Linked DNA regions of Sus scrofa: regions 1, 3 and 4 are each linked to region 2. A link is a contact called in public Hi-C, HiChIP or PLAC-seq and promoter capture Hi-C data. All regions are on one chromosome and are shown on one strand. Each heading gives the region's core, a stretch centred on a gene start, on an enhancer-like site or on the middle of the called end of the contact. The rest is flanking DNA. Distances are from core to core; before and after follow the strand shown. Region 1 holds the start of GNA15 (guanine nucleotide-binding protein subunit alpha-15). Region 2 holds the start of TLE6 (transducin-like enhancer protein 6). Region 3 overlaps LOC110259368 (a long non-coding RNA gene). Region 4 holds the start of GNA11 (G protein subunit alpha 11).

Region 1 (3,358 bases), core at 755-3,254, 120 kb after region 2:
GGTTTACAGTGGTCAGCTACTCTCCATCTGGATGTGGCTTCCTCTTTGTTTCTGGGTGTAAGATATCTTTTTTGGTAGTTTCCAGTCTGTTTCATTGGTGATTGTTCAGCAGTTAGTGTAATTTTGGTATTTTCATGAGAGTTCTCTCGAGTCTTAGGACTCCGCCAGCCTGTCCCAATCTCTGTAGACTTTTTGATGATGGCCATTCATTTGCTGGTGTAATGTGGCACCTCATAGTAGTTTTGATTTGCATTTCTCTAATAAATAGCAATGTTGAGCATCTTTTCTTTCTTTCGCAGCTGCGACATATGGAAGTTCCCAGGCTAGAGGTCAAATTCGAGCCACAGCTGCCAGCCTACACCATAGCCACTGCAACGCCAGATCCAAGCCACATCTATGACCTATGCCGCTTGTGACAACACTGGATCCTTCAACCCACTGAGCGAGGCCAGGGATCAAACCCGAATCCTCGTGGATACTAGTCAGGTTCTCAACCTGCTGAGCCACAACAGAAACTCCCAGAAATATCTATTTTGAGTTGTGTGGTTTTGTTTGTTTGGCTGGTTGGTTGGTATTGAGCTGCATGAGGTATTTGTACATTTTGGAGATGAATCCCTTGTCAGTCATTTCATTTGCAAATTTTTTCTCCCAATCTGTGGGTTGTCTTTTCATCCACCATCCTATTTCTCTCTCTATAAATGTGACTCCTTCAGGGACCTCATATGAGTGGAGTCTTTGTCCTTCTGTGTCTTGTTTCTCTCACTGAGCATCATGTCCCCAAGCTCCATCCATCCACGTTGGAGCAGGTATCAGAATCTCCTTCCCTTTTAAGGCTGAATCATATTCCACAGTCTGGATGGACCATATTTGTTTATTCGTCTGTTGATAGTCACTTGGAGTGTTTCTACCTTTTGACCACTATCAGTCATGCTGCTGTGAACACGGGTGTGCAAGTATCTCTTTGAGACTCTGCTTTTCATTCTACTGGGTATAAACCCAGAAGTAGAATTGCTGGGTCACGTGGTGATTCTATGTTTAAGTATTTGAGGAATTGCCAGACTGTTTCTACTGGCGGCTGCCTCATTTCATGCTCCCACCAGCTGTGCATGCGCCTGCGGCATGCACAGGTTCCCGGGCCAGAGATCAGACCCGCATCACAGCCGTGACAACAGGGATCCTTAACCTGCTGAAACACCAGGAAACTCTCCCCTCCAGTTTTGTTTACTCGTTCATCAGTGGGATGGAAATGCCTTGAAGTCCCCATGTGTGCCAGGCACTGTCCTATGCACTGCAGATACAGGGAGAAGACAGCACTTAACACCATGACTTAATCTATGAAGAAAAACAGGGAAGAGGCATAAAGAGCAATAGTGGCCGTTTCAGACAGGCTGTTCAGGAAAGGCCTTTCTGAGGAGGTGGCATTCAAATAGGATTCTGGCAGATGTGAAGGGAAGAGGCCGTGCTGTGATCTAAGGGAAGGGCTTTCCAGGCAGAGGACACAGCTGGTGCAAAGGCCCTGGGGCAGCACCATGCTTGCTGAGTTGGAAGAGCAAGCCCTAGTGTCTGAAGTGCAGCGATCCAGCAGACAAGAAGGAGGAGGGGAGGGCAGGCAGAGGACGGGCAGGTTCTTCAGATCCTTGTGAGCTGCAGGGATGATTGGGATTTTACTTGGTGGGAAGTGGGAGACCTGGGGGGCTGTAGGCAGAGTAGGGTAGAGCCTGACCTAGGCGCTCACAGACCCTCTTTGGTGGCTGCTACGGGGAGGACAGACTGGGATTGGGAGGGATCGGAGGCCGGGGGGAAAGGGGCTGCACTGGTCCTGGGGTAGCCAATGGGCTGGTCCCCCGGGGGAGGCAGACAATGGGAGTGGGATTCAGGCAGCAGGTGCAGGGAGGGAGCCAGCGGAGGCGGCCGTCGGCGCTGGCCGTCATGCCCCTCGCTGCCGGCAGGTGCCGCTCTCCCGCGCTCCACTCGCCGGCCCACCTGCAGCTCGAACATGCACACGCCCGAGAGGTCTTCTCCGCAACACCGTTCGAAGAGGAAAACCGGGAGGGAACCGCCAGGCCGTTGCTCTGACGGTAGGCAGCGCCCCGGAACCTGAGCCCCAGCCGCGGCGGGTCCAGCCAGGAGGGCTAGTGCAAGGTGAAAATGCAGGGCTTTTGTGACAACACCAGGAGGTTTTTAAGACTGAAAGCCTTCGGAGCACGGGTCCCTCGCCCACGAAGCCGGCCCAGAGAGCCGGCGACGGACACCTGGGTGTTTCCTCCTTTTGGCTAAGGTGAACTTTGCTGCCGTGAACATGGGTGCTAAGTACCCGCTGGAGACCCTGCTTTCTGTCCTTTTGGATATAAACGCAGAAGTGGAATCAAATTCTTGATTCATCAGTAATAAAGGGAGGGGATGGACCTTAGTGATTCCCTAGGCTTGGGCCAGCCCTGGTGGGAGGGGGCATGACTTCGGGTGTGGCCCTAAGTTACCAACACTCCCATCCGCTGAGGAATGCGAGGTACTTTGAAACTATATAAACATCCTATTCCTCATTACGCCAGAAAGGATATTTTTTAAAATTGAAGTATAGTTGCTGTAGAACAACTTGTGTTAATTTCTGCTGTACAGCGATGTGATTCATGTTATGTATACACTTTTTAAAATATTATTTTCCATTATGGTTTATTGTAGGACATTGCATATCGTTCTCTGTGCTACACAGTAGGACGTTGTTTATCCGCTCCATGTATAACAGCTTACATCTGCTAACCCCAACCTCCCCCTCCATCCCTCCCCAACCCCACCCCCTTGGCAACCACAAGTATGTTCTCTTTGTCTGTGAGTTTGTTTCTGTTTCATAGACAGATTTCTTCGGTTCATATTTTAGATTCCACATAGATAAGTGGTATCATATGGTATTTGTCTTTCTCTGTCTGACTTCACTTAGTGTGAGAATCTCTGGTTGCATCCATGTGTGGCTACAAATGGCATTATTTCATTCTTTTTTTATGGCCGAGTAACATTCCATTATATATATGTACCACATTTTCTTTACCCATTCATCTCTCCATGGACATTTAGGTTGTTTCCATGTCTTGGCTATTGTGAATAGTGCTGCAGTGAACATAGGGGTGCATGTATTTTTTTTTTTTTTTTTTTTGTCTTTTTGCCGTTCCTTGGGCCACTCCCGCGGCATATGGAGGTTCCCAGACTAGGGGTCGAATCGGAGCTGTAGCCGCCAGCCTACGCCACAGCCACAGCAACGTTGGATCCTTAACCCACTGAGCAAGGGCAGGGACCGAACCCGCAACCTCATGGTTCCTAGTCGGATTTGTTAACCACTGCGCCACGACGGGAACTCCACATGTAT
Region 2 (3,083 bases), core at 489-2,988:
CTATATGCCTTGGGTCTGGCCAAAAAAGAACCTCAGATCTGGTTCTGCTCTCACTGGCAATGGGAAGGTAATGGGAAGGTTCTAGATCTGCAGTGGGGATGGTTATCCCTAGCCACATGTGGCTACTGAGCAATTGACATTCTTTGGGCCAGTGTGCCCGAGGAACTGACTTTTAAGTTTTATTTCATTTTAATTCATTTTAATTTAAATAACCACAGGTATCCAGCAGATACCCTAGGAGACAAGACAGCCTCGGATAAACTGGTGTGTCCAGCTGACCAACGACAACCATGGAGAGGAGGGGAGCACACAGGGAGAGGCAATTAGCAGCAGACTGGACCATAAATATAATACACTTCAATTGAGGGCCAGTGGAGGGATCAAGGGCGAAAACCTTTAGTTGCCGCCAATCCGTGGCAGCCCTCACTTTCTTCTCCATAGATAAGCCACAAAACCCAATTTGTGTGTTTACATCATAACCCCTAGGGGCTGCACATCCCAAGATCTGAACCCTCAGTGGCCTATTTCCCTTACACACTCCTCACCCCCCACAAAGCACAAGATGGGGTTGTGGGGGAGATTTCTCCGGTTTGTGTGGATCCCAAGCCAGCATCCTTCCCACCCCCTCCAGGTGCAGGCAGGTATAAGAATCCCCATCAGCATTCTGTGAATTTTGAACACAACAGGGTTTAGGGCCATGGAGATTACAAGATTAGCTCCAATATAAAACAGATTTGGAGAAAAATAAGAAAGGGAGAATGGAGGCCTCCCTAAGGTGGTGACCTCTGACCCAGAGCTGAAGGTGAGGGATCCAGTCAGTGGCAGTCAGGGGAGAGACCCTCTCTGGCCCAGGGGAGAAGAGCCAGTGTAAAGGCTCTGGGGTGGGCACAAACTTGGCGTCTCACCCCAAACTCTGGACTAACGGCTTCACATCTCAGAATCCCTCCACACACCCCACCCCTAAGTCTGACATCACCCCAGGCCTAGAGTACCCACCACTCTTTCTCTCTTGGCCTTGAACCTGAGAGAGCTGAACTAGGCCAATAGTCCCAAGGCCTTTGCAGCTCCAGCTTTTGGTTCTCAGATTCTCAGAGCCTCTGTCCCTGGGCTTGAAGAGCAGCAGGGAAAATTCGCTGATAAAATGCACAGCCCTGGGTTTGGCTCCTGGGAAGCCTGGAACTAAAAAAGTTCAGTTTTTTAATATTGAGGAAAAGGGTCTTAGTGCGTATCTAAGGACTAGAGCGAGACTGCCCTACCTAAGATCCCCCCACTTCCACTCTCAGCGCCCCACCCCACCCCCGCCTCCCAGCCACGAGTCACTCCTGGGTAAGACGAAAAAATTATAAGGCTTCTCACCAAACAAGGCAACTACAAGCCTCCCAGGCCCTCCCCAAGTTCTACCCTCTCAGACCCCCAAACCCCTTGTCCTTCTAAATATCTTTACTCCAGCCTGAACCCCAAACTACCTTGACTCTGCAAGCAACCCTTTCCTGCAGCGGGACCGCGAGGGTTAAGCTGCGGCGCCGGGCGCGCTGATTGACAGTCCGGCCGGCGGCTGGGGAGAGCCGACCAATCAGCGACGGCGACCGAGACCCACGTGGGAAAGCAGCCTAGCCATTGGCCAGCGCCGCCAGCAGCCGCCCGCGGAGCCTGAGCCCACGTGCAGCTGCTCCCTGCTCATTGACCAGCTTCCCGGTTCAGGTGGCTGCGGGCCGGGGCGGGGCTGGGGCGGGCCGGGGTGGGGCCCGATGGGTCAATTGGCCCCGGGGGATGGGAGGAGGCGCTTCCAGTCTGCCTGAACTTGGCCGACCCTCGCGGCATCTTCCTGGCACCTCACGGGCCACGATCTTGAGGGAGGCGAGTAGACCCGCCGGTCTCCTGGAGGACCTCAGGGTCCCTGGGCTGGGGAGGAGGCTGGAGGGATGCTGAGGGGTAGAAGCGAAGTGAAGAAGGGTTAGGCTTGCTGCTACAGGAGTGATTGGAGTAGAGCGAAGTCTCTTTCCTCCTGAGAAATTTCTCCTAATGCACCTGGCCAACTCTTACTCATCCGTCAAAACCCCTTTCCAAATTATGTTCTCCCGTACTTTAAGAAGTTGTCTCAAAACTAAGATTGAGCTTTGGCATCCTTCTCTGGGTTTCCTCCCACCCTGACTGCTCCTGGCGGGGTGTGTAGGTGTTCAGAACCATACCCCCCCCACCACCTCATAAGGTGAGGTCCTAGGGTCCCCATCACTAATTAACACAGCTGGAAGCAACAGCGGGGTAGATGAGTGAATGTAGGATGTAGGGAATGCTGTGGAATACCGCAGGCAGGGAGGGGACTGGGGACTCAGGACTGGGTCCTGGCAGGGGTGGGTGGGAGGCCGAGGGTGGGGTAGAGCTGCTTCTGTCCCTGCCACTGCCCAGCCTTCTGTGTTCATGATCTTCTGTCTTGTTACTTTTATTAGAGTCCCTGGCTAAAGTCTTTGTGACTTCTGCCTGAAGATGACCTCTCGGGGCCATCGCAGCCCCCACGAGCACCTTCAAAAGATGGTGAGGCCTCCAGGAACTTTGGTGAGGAGGGCCTGGCTTGGCATTAGCCCCTGGGGGAGAGGGGGTAAGAGGTTGGGGGCTGGGCTCAAATCTAGTTCTCCTGCTCCTGAGAGAGGAAGAGATGTAGGCCTGTCTTGCCAGGCCTTAAGCTGGGGACACCAACCCATCATGGTTTAAGATATTTATTTATTTAGTCCTTTTAGGGCTGAACCCATGACATATGGAGGTCCCCAGGCTATGGGTCCAATCGGAGCTGCAGCTGCTGGCCTACATTGCAGCCATAGCCACAAAAACACAGGATCCAAGCTGAGTCCGCCACCTACACCTCAGCTCATGGCAATGCCAGATCCTTAACCCACTGAGCAAGGCCAGAGATCGAACCCAAATCCTCACGGATACTAGTCAGATTCCTTTCCTCTGCACCACAATGAGAAATCCTCAGTTAATATTTTATGAACCAAAAAAAAAAAAAAAAAAAAAACCTCCCCCCATTCCTTCCTAAAAGACTATTTCTAAGCTTAGGCCGGGGGCAGGCAAACTTCTCTAAAGGG
Region 3 (3,223 bases), core at 650-3,149, 77 kb after region 2:
CCGTTGCCGTGAGCTGTGGTGTAGGTCACAGACTTGGCTGGGATCTGGTGTTGTGGCTGTGGTGTAGGCTGGCAGCTTATAGCTCCAATTCAACCCCTAGCCTGGGAACTTCCATATGCTGCAAGTGCAGCCTAAAAATAAACAAAAAAATAAATAAATAAAATAAAAAAAGAGGAAGAGATAAGAGCTGTCTCTCTACTATGATAGGGCACAGCAAGAAGACACTATCTGCCACCCAAGGAGAGAGTTCTCACCAGACACTGACCTTCCTGGAACCTTGGACTACAAGTCTCCAGAAGCATGAGAAATAGATTTTGGTCGTTTAAGCCCATCTATGGTATTTTCTTATGGCACCCCAAGCTGACTAAGGCAATGGGCTATGTGATTTAATCCCCAGAATAGTCCCAAGAGGAAGTGGCTCTAGCCAAGGAGACCCAGGGGCTCAGAGAGGGCAAGACATACCCCTAAGTTCACACAGCCAAGAAGTGATAGAGATGAGATTCCATCTCCAGTCTGGCGAGTTCTCTGTCCTGCATGTATCTCCTTAACTTTCCCCAGATGCCCCCAAGCCAGTCCTGGGAGGCAGTGTAGCCTCCTAGTTAATAGGCAGCTGCGGGTTTGTATCCTCACTCTGGCCTTTTACTTGTTGAGTGATGAGGACCAAGTCAAGTCCTCTCTCTGCACCTTTGTTTTCTCATCTGCAAACAGAAGTCCTAAGAGTTCCAGAAAGTTGTAAGGATGGAATGAAATCCAGCGTGAGGCTCCCCTTAGCTGGGTGTTAGAAGTGTACATTAACTGAAATGAAAGGAAATTAAAAAATTGAGCTCCTCAGTTGCACAAGCCACATCTCAGGGGCTAGCCACTGTGGCTGGTGGCCACCCCACTGGACAGGGAAGATGCCCATCATTGCCCCCCATGGCAGGAAGTTCTGTGGAGAGCATGGCCTTGAACATTCTTCTTCTTCTTCTTTTTTTTTTTTTTTGTCTTTTTGTCTTTTTGTTGTTGTTGTTGTTGCTATTTCTTGGGCCGCTCCCACGGCATATGGAAGTTCCCAGGCTAGGGGTTGAATCGGAGCTGTAGCCACCGGCCTACACCAGAGCCACAGCAACGCGGGATCTGAGCCGCATCTGCAACCTACACCACAGCTCACGGCAACGCCGGATCGTTAACCCACTGAGCAAGGGCAGGGACCGAACCCGCAACCTCATGGTTCCTAGTCGGATTCGTTAACCACTGCGCCACGACGGGAACTCCGGCCTTGAACATTCTTGAGCATTGGTTTTCAGCTGGGGGTGATTCTGTCCCCAGGGGACACTGAGTGATGTCTGGAGACACTGTGGTTGTCACAACTGGAGGGCTGCTGGCACCGGGTGGGTGGAACAGGGAGGCTACTCATCACCCCACAGTGCCCATGACGGCCCCAAGAGGATGAGCTGACCCCCTGTCTGCAGTGCTGGAGGGGGTGGGGGGACACTGGAGTAGGACAGTGGGTCTCAGGCAGGTCCCAGCAGCATCACCTGGAGTCTTGATAGAAAGGCAAAATCTCCGGCCCCACCCCCAGCCAGCAATGCTGCTCACATCCTGCAATGTCCAGGACAGCCCAAATGTCCCCTGTGCCAAGCAGGAGCGACCCCAGACTAGAGCTATGGCGGCCACTAGCCATACACTGTCAAATAGTCTTACGCGTCAATTGATGGAAATGAAATGAAATGAAAAATGTATGTCCCCAGTGGCCCTGGCCACCGCTCCGGGGCTCAAGCGGCTAGTGTGCCGAGCAGCACCGAGCTGGAGTATTCCCGTTCTGGCAGAAAGCGCTTTCGCTCCCCAAGGTCAGGCCAGCCTGTCAGCGCTGGCTCCACCCACTAACAGGGACCGAGATTGCGATTCCAGGATCGACCACATGGGGGCAGCATGTCCCAGGAGCTGAAGCCCCCGGGCAGAGGCTGAGCAGGTAGCAGGCAGCCCTCAACTGGCGGGCTAGAGCGTCCACCGTGGGCCAGACTCTGTGCTGGACACGGCGCTGCACTCCAGACAGTCTAGTCCAGGTTACCCTCTCGCCCTTGGACATTGGTCTGTGCGGACCGTCCTGGACACTGTGGGGTGCAGAACAGCATCCCAGGTCTCACCCACTCCATGCCAGAAGCCCCCCAGTTGTGACAACCAGATGTTCCCAGACATGGCCTATTGTCCCCAGGGGAGGCAGGACTGCTCTGAGAGAGACCCATTGGATTAGGGGATTGCATGGACCCCCAAGAGGCTGGTTTCTATGACCATCAGACCACCGAGGTCTTGGGATGCTGTACACATTTAAATGCACACCTAGTGGGAGGGGCGCAGTGACTCAGGTAGTGGGGGCCACTCTGGTCTACACCAGCTGACCATTGGAGATTTATTCTGGTGTGTAATTTGAGCTAAGAGATCAAAATCATTTTTTCCCCCAAATAATTAACACAGGGTCCCTCCACCTCTAGGACATTTGGGGCCAGGTCATTCTCTGGGGTTGGATGTTCTGGGCACTGTGGAGGGTTGAGCAGCATGCCAGGGCCCCACCTAGTTGATGCCAGAAGCCTGTGGTATGACAACCACAGATGTCCCCCAACATCGACTGGTGTCCCCTGGGGGCAGAATCCCACCCCCCAAGTTGTGACAACCAGAAATGTCATCAACATTGCCAGCTGGCAGCTGTCTGTCTGTCTCTCTTTTTTATTTTTTTAGCTGAGTCTGAGGCAGGTGGAAGTTCCTGGGCCAGGGATGGAATCTGTGCCACAGCAGTGACAATGCTGGATCCTTAACCCGATTTGCCACCAGGGAACCCCTGCCGTCTGTCTCTCCCTCCATAGGGCAAAATTACACCCAGCTGGGAATCACCATTTTAGTGAATCAACTCATCAGACAGTTAATATTTAAATTATGAAACAAGATGCAGTATATAAGGGGGGCCTTCAAACTTTTTTTGACCATGACATCTTCTCCCAGTAAAATTAAATTAACTAAAAATATGTATACCAGAGTTCCTGTTGTGGCTCAGTGGTAATGAACCTGACTAATATCCATGAGGACACAGGTTTAATCTCTGGCCTCGCTCAGTGGGTTAAAGATCCGGCATTGCTATGAGCTGTGGGGTAGGCCTGTGGCTGCAGCTCTAATTCCACCCCAAGCCTGGGAACTTCTATATGCCATGGGTGTGGACCTAAAAGGACTATATTATATATATGCATATGTA
Region 4 (3,087 bases), core at 382-2,881, 94 kb after region 2:
TGGGGGTTCCAGCCAAGTCAGGGCTGGGGGAGGTGCCGATGTCAGGGAACTGTGGAGAATGGCACCTCACTTTCCTTGTCCATGAAATGGGTCTCAGCATGAGGAGCACCTCAGACTTTTATACTTTTCCCATCATTCGAAACACATGGGTTGAGTACCTCCTGTGTGTTTGGGCCTCTTTCTAGGTCTCTTTCTGTTAAGAGGCCAGACAGTGAAATTTTTTTTTTTTTTTTGTCTTTTCTAGGGCTGCACCCGCGGCATATGGAGGGTCCCAGGCTAGAGGTCAAATTGGAGCTGTAGCCGCCAGCCTATGCCAGAGCCACAGCAATGCCAGATCCAAGCCACATCTGCGACCTACACCACAGTTCACAGCAACGCTGGATCCTTAATCCACTGAGCCGAGGCCAGGGATTGAACCCATAACCTCATGGTTCCTAGTCTGATTCATTAACCACTGAGCCACGATGGGAACTTCCAGATAGTAAATATTTTAGGGCTGTAGCAACTACATAACTCTGCTGGTGCAGGGTAAAGGCAGCAAATCTCCATAAATGAATGGGCGTGGCTATGCTACCATAAAATTAACTTGGCAGGACTCGGTATATAGTAGGCACTTCATTAATCCTTGTTCCCTGACTGTAATATAGTAGCGCTGCACTAATACCTGGTCCATGCCTGGTATATAGCAAGTGTTGCATTAATGCTTGGACATGCAAGGTTTACAGTAAGCATTCCACTAATGTTTGTTTCCTGCCTGGTATACACCAGGCATTGCATTAATGCTTGGTTACATCGTGGGCACGGCATTAATAGCTGGTCCAGGCCTGGTATACAGCAAGTACTCCATTAATGCTCATTCCATACCTGGCATACAGAAGGCCTTACATTAATGCTAAGCCCAAGTCTGGTATATAGGAGAGGTTCCCTTAATGCATGCTCCAAGAATGGTTGAGAGTAAGGTTCATTTCTGGTCAGGCAATGGCAGGGTCCTGGGAGGCCGTGAATGCTGGTACCTCGCTGCCTCACATGGAGCCCGACGGATCGACCGACAGCAGCTGCGGATCTGAGCCTTTAGCTCCAGCATAGCCGAGCAGGGCCGAGCGGAGCCGAGCGCAGCCGAGCCGCCCTGCAGAGTCCGCCACATTCCCACAATCCCGGGCGGCCCCGCCCGGCTCCCAGCTGCGCGTCCCCCTTCCCACGTCGGCGCAACCTAACCCTCGGGCGCGCCCGCCTCGCCCCGCCCCGCCCCGCCCGTGCGACGCCCCGCCCAGCCCAGCTGCTAGTCCCGCCCCCGCGGCGGGCGCGCGGGCCACCGCCCCCTCCCATTGGCCGCACTGGCCGCCCGTCGGCGCTGTGCGGGCGCGGGTTAGGTTGTGAGGCGCTGTCGCTCGGTCGCGGCGGCTGCGGTTGGCGGTGGCGGCGGCAGTGGCGGCGGCGGCGGCGCGGGCAGAGGGCGTCCGGGCGGGATCAGCGGCCAAGCGGGACCGGCGCTCGCAGGTGGCCGAGGCTGACCGCCGGCCCGGGGGCCGAGCGCCGAGGGCCAGGCGGGCGCGGCCAGGGCAGCTCCGGGCCAGGGCCGGGCCGGCCGGGGGGCGACGGCGGGGGCGGCCGGCGGGCGGCCGGGGCCGGAACGATGACTCTGGAGTCCATGATGGCGTGTTGCCTGAGCGATGAGGTGAAGGAGTCCAAAAGGATCAACGCCGAGATTGAGAAGCAGCTGCGGCGGGACAAGCGCGACGCCCGGCGCGAGCTCAAGCTGCTGCTGCTCGGTGAGTGGGCCTGGCCTGCGGGGTCCCCAGGGCCAGCGGCGCGGGGACGGCCGAGCGTGGCGGCCCTGCGTGGTGTCCACGGTGGGGACCCCGGGCCTTGGGGTCAGCGTACTCGGTGCCGTCGGCCTCTGGGCCACCTAAACCCCGCAGGGTCATCCCCAATCTCTGCTGTACAGGCTGAGTCCCTGAAACGCGAGGGGCCAGCTCCTGCCTCTGCTGTCCACATCAGCGCCCCAGAGCCTCAGGATCTGCCCGTGCCTCTTCTTTCCATGGCAGGGCCCTGATCCCCAATCCCCGAAGTGTCAGTCCCCAGTCTCTGCTGTCCAGAACGGGCCCGGGTTCCTTCAGGATTAGCCCTCGCCCCTCCTGTCCAGGTGGGCTCCCAGGACGCTTCGGGATCAGTCCCGGCCTCTGCTGTCCACTCCTTGATCCCTGCAGGGCCAGCTTCTGCTTCTGCTCTCCAGGTCAGGCCCCCATAACCCTGGAGGGTCTGCCCTATGCCCCTTCTCTTGAGACACGGCCTCTCCCTGCACAGGGCTGGCCCTCCGTCTCTCCCCCACCAGGTGTGCCCCCCTTGCTGACCCCAGCATCTGTTCAGGTCCAGACCTTCCGGCTGTAGTCCAGTAGATGTGCCCCTTGCCTCCTGGGATCCTTTCTCCACTCTTCCCACCAGGTGGAGCCCTGTTCCCTGCGTGCAGGGCCCCTCCAATCTCCGTTCTCTCAGACCAGTCTGTGTGGGGAAGACCCATGTCCCTGCCAGTGAGGTACACCGCATGGGCGAGAAGACAGCCTGTCCCCTTTTCTTGGGGTCGGGGCAGGTGGAGCCCCAGAGGGGCCTTAGCCGGTTTTCAGAACTGGCCAACTCGGCAACCCCCCCTATGTCTTAGTGGGAGCCTGGGCTCCCCGGTCCTCCTCTCCTCCTGGAGAAGACTCCTGTTCGAATCTCCATCTCCCCAAGGCACACCTGTTGGTGGGAGCCAGTCGGCCCAGCTGTCAGCGAAGTGTTGTCACCCCAAATAAGGGTTGTTGGAGGCCTTACCTCCGCAGTCAAAGGCAAGAAGGTCGTTTACACAACAGAAGCCCTTGCCCTACCTTCTCTGGACCTGGGCTGCATTCCTGCACTGTGGGAAAGTTGGAAATGCAGCTGCGATGGGCCGTGGGTGGAGGAGGGGTCTGCCGCGGAGGGGTGTACCGGCTTATTGGTGCAGGGTTTGGAGTCACTGAGTTGCATGGTGGAGGAATGACTTTGTGGAGGCTGCAGGTCTTGGTGGGAACATCTTACTTCTCCCACCTGTGGGGACCCCCCCTGTCCTCTCTT

What was found. Promoter capture Hi-C pulls out the DNA fragments that hold promoters and counts their contacts. A called contact is a pair of places that touch in the nucleus more often than the background predicts. HiChIP or PLAC-seq counts read pairs in DNA pulled down with a chosen protein or histone mark.
Region 1: an H3K27ac HiChIP or PLAC-seq map of alveolar macrophages shows a contact between it and region 2. The contact joins the promoter of GNA15 here to the promoter of TLE6 in region 2. A contact is called at or near these places in 1 of 5 promoter capture datasets (liver), 2 of 47 Hi-C or Micro-C datasets (blood and embryonic fibroblasts) and 1 of 2 datasets of contacts at active chromatin or transcription factors (alveolar macrophages).
Region 3: a Hi-C map of alveolar macrophages shows a contact between it and region 2, with 2.2 times the contacts expected there. The contact joins the enhancer-like site here to the promoter of TLE6 in region 2. A contact is called at or near these places in 16 of 47 Hi-C or Micro-C datasets (alveolar macrophages, embryonic fibroblasts, epiblast stem cells and 10 more) and 1 of 2 datasets of contacts at active chromatin or transcription factors (skeletal muscle).
Region 4: a contact with region 2 is called in a promoter capture Hi-C map of liver, with 2.9 times the contacts expected there. The contact joins the promoter of GNA11 here to the promoter of TLE6 in region 2. A contact is called at or near these places in 1 of 5 promoter capture datasets (liver), 8 of 47 Hi-C or Micro-C datasets (blood, embryonic fibroblasts, heart right ventricle and 3 more) and 1 of 2 datasets of contacts at active chromatin or transcription factors (skeletal muscle).

The regions. Positions count from the first base shown.
Region 1 is chr2:75,432,455-75,435,812 of Sscrofa11.1, reverse strand. GNA15 (guanine nucleotide-binding protein subunit alpha-15) reads left to right here and starts at 2,004. Exons shown (of 7, transcript XM_005654729.3): 1 at 2,004-3,358.
Region 2 is chr2:75,549,331-75,552,413 of Sscrofa11.1, reverse strand. It overlaps TLE6 (transducin-like enhancer protein 6), which reads left to right and starts at 1,738. Exons shown (of 15, transcript XM_021084155.1): 1 at 1,738-1,857; 2 at 2,448-2,553. The coding sequence starts at 2,485. LOC110259369 (a long non-coding RNA gene) reads right to left here and starts at 1,695. Exons shown (of 5, transcript XR_002341701.1): 1 at 1,467-1,695; 2 at 997-1,179.
Region 3 is chr2:75,472,382-75,475,604 of Sscrofa11.1, reverse strand. All of the region lies in intron 2 of LOC110259368 (a long non-coding RNA gene), which reads right to left. Among named protein-coding and RNA genes, the nearest start is that of GNA11, 17 kb to the right of the region's middle. Within about 2 kb of position 1,899, at least 13 of the 83 cell types and tissues checked have an H3K27ac peak or open chromatin away from gene starts, as enhancers often do. A contact at or near this core is called in alveolar macrophages, where this site is marked.
Region 4 is chr2:75,455,399-75,458,485 of Sscrofa11.1, reverse strand. It overlaps GNA11 (G protein subunit alpha 11), which reads left to right and starts at 1,631. Exons shown (of 7, transcript NM_001044538.2): 1 at 1,631-1,769. The coding sequence starts at 1,634.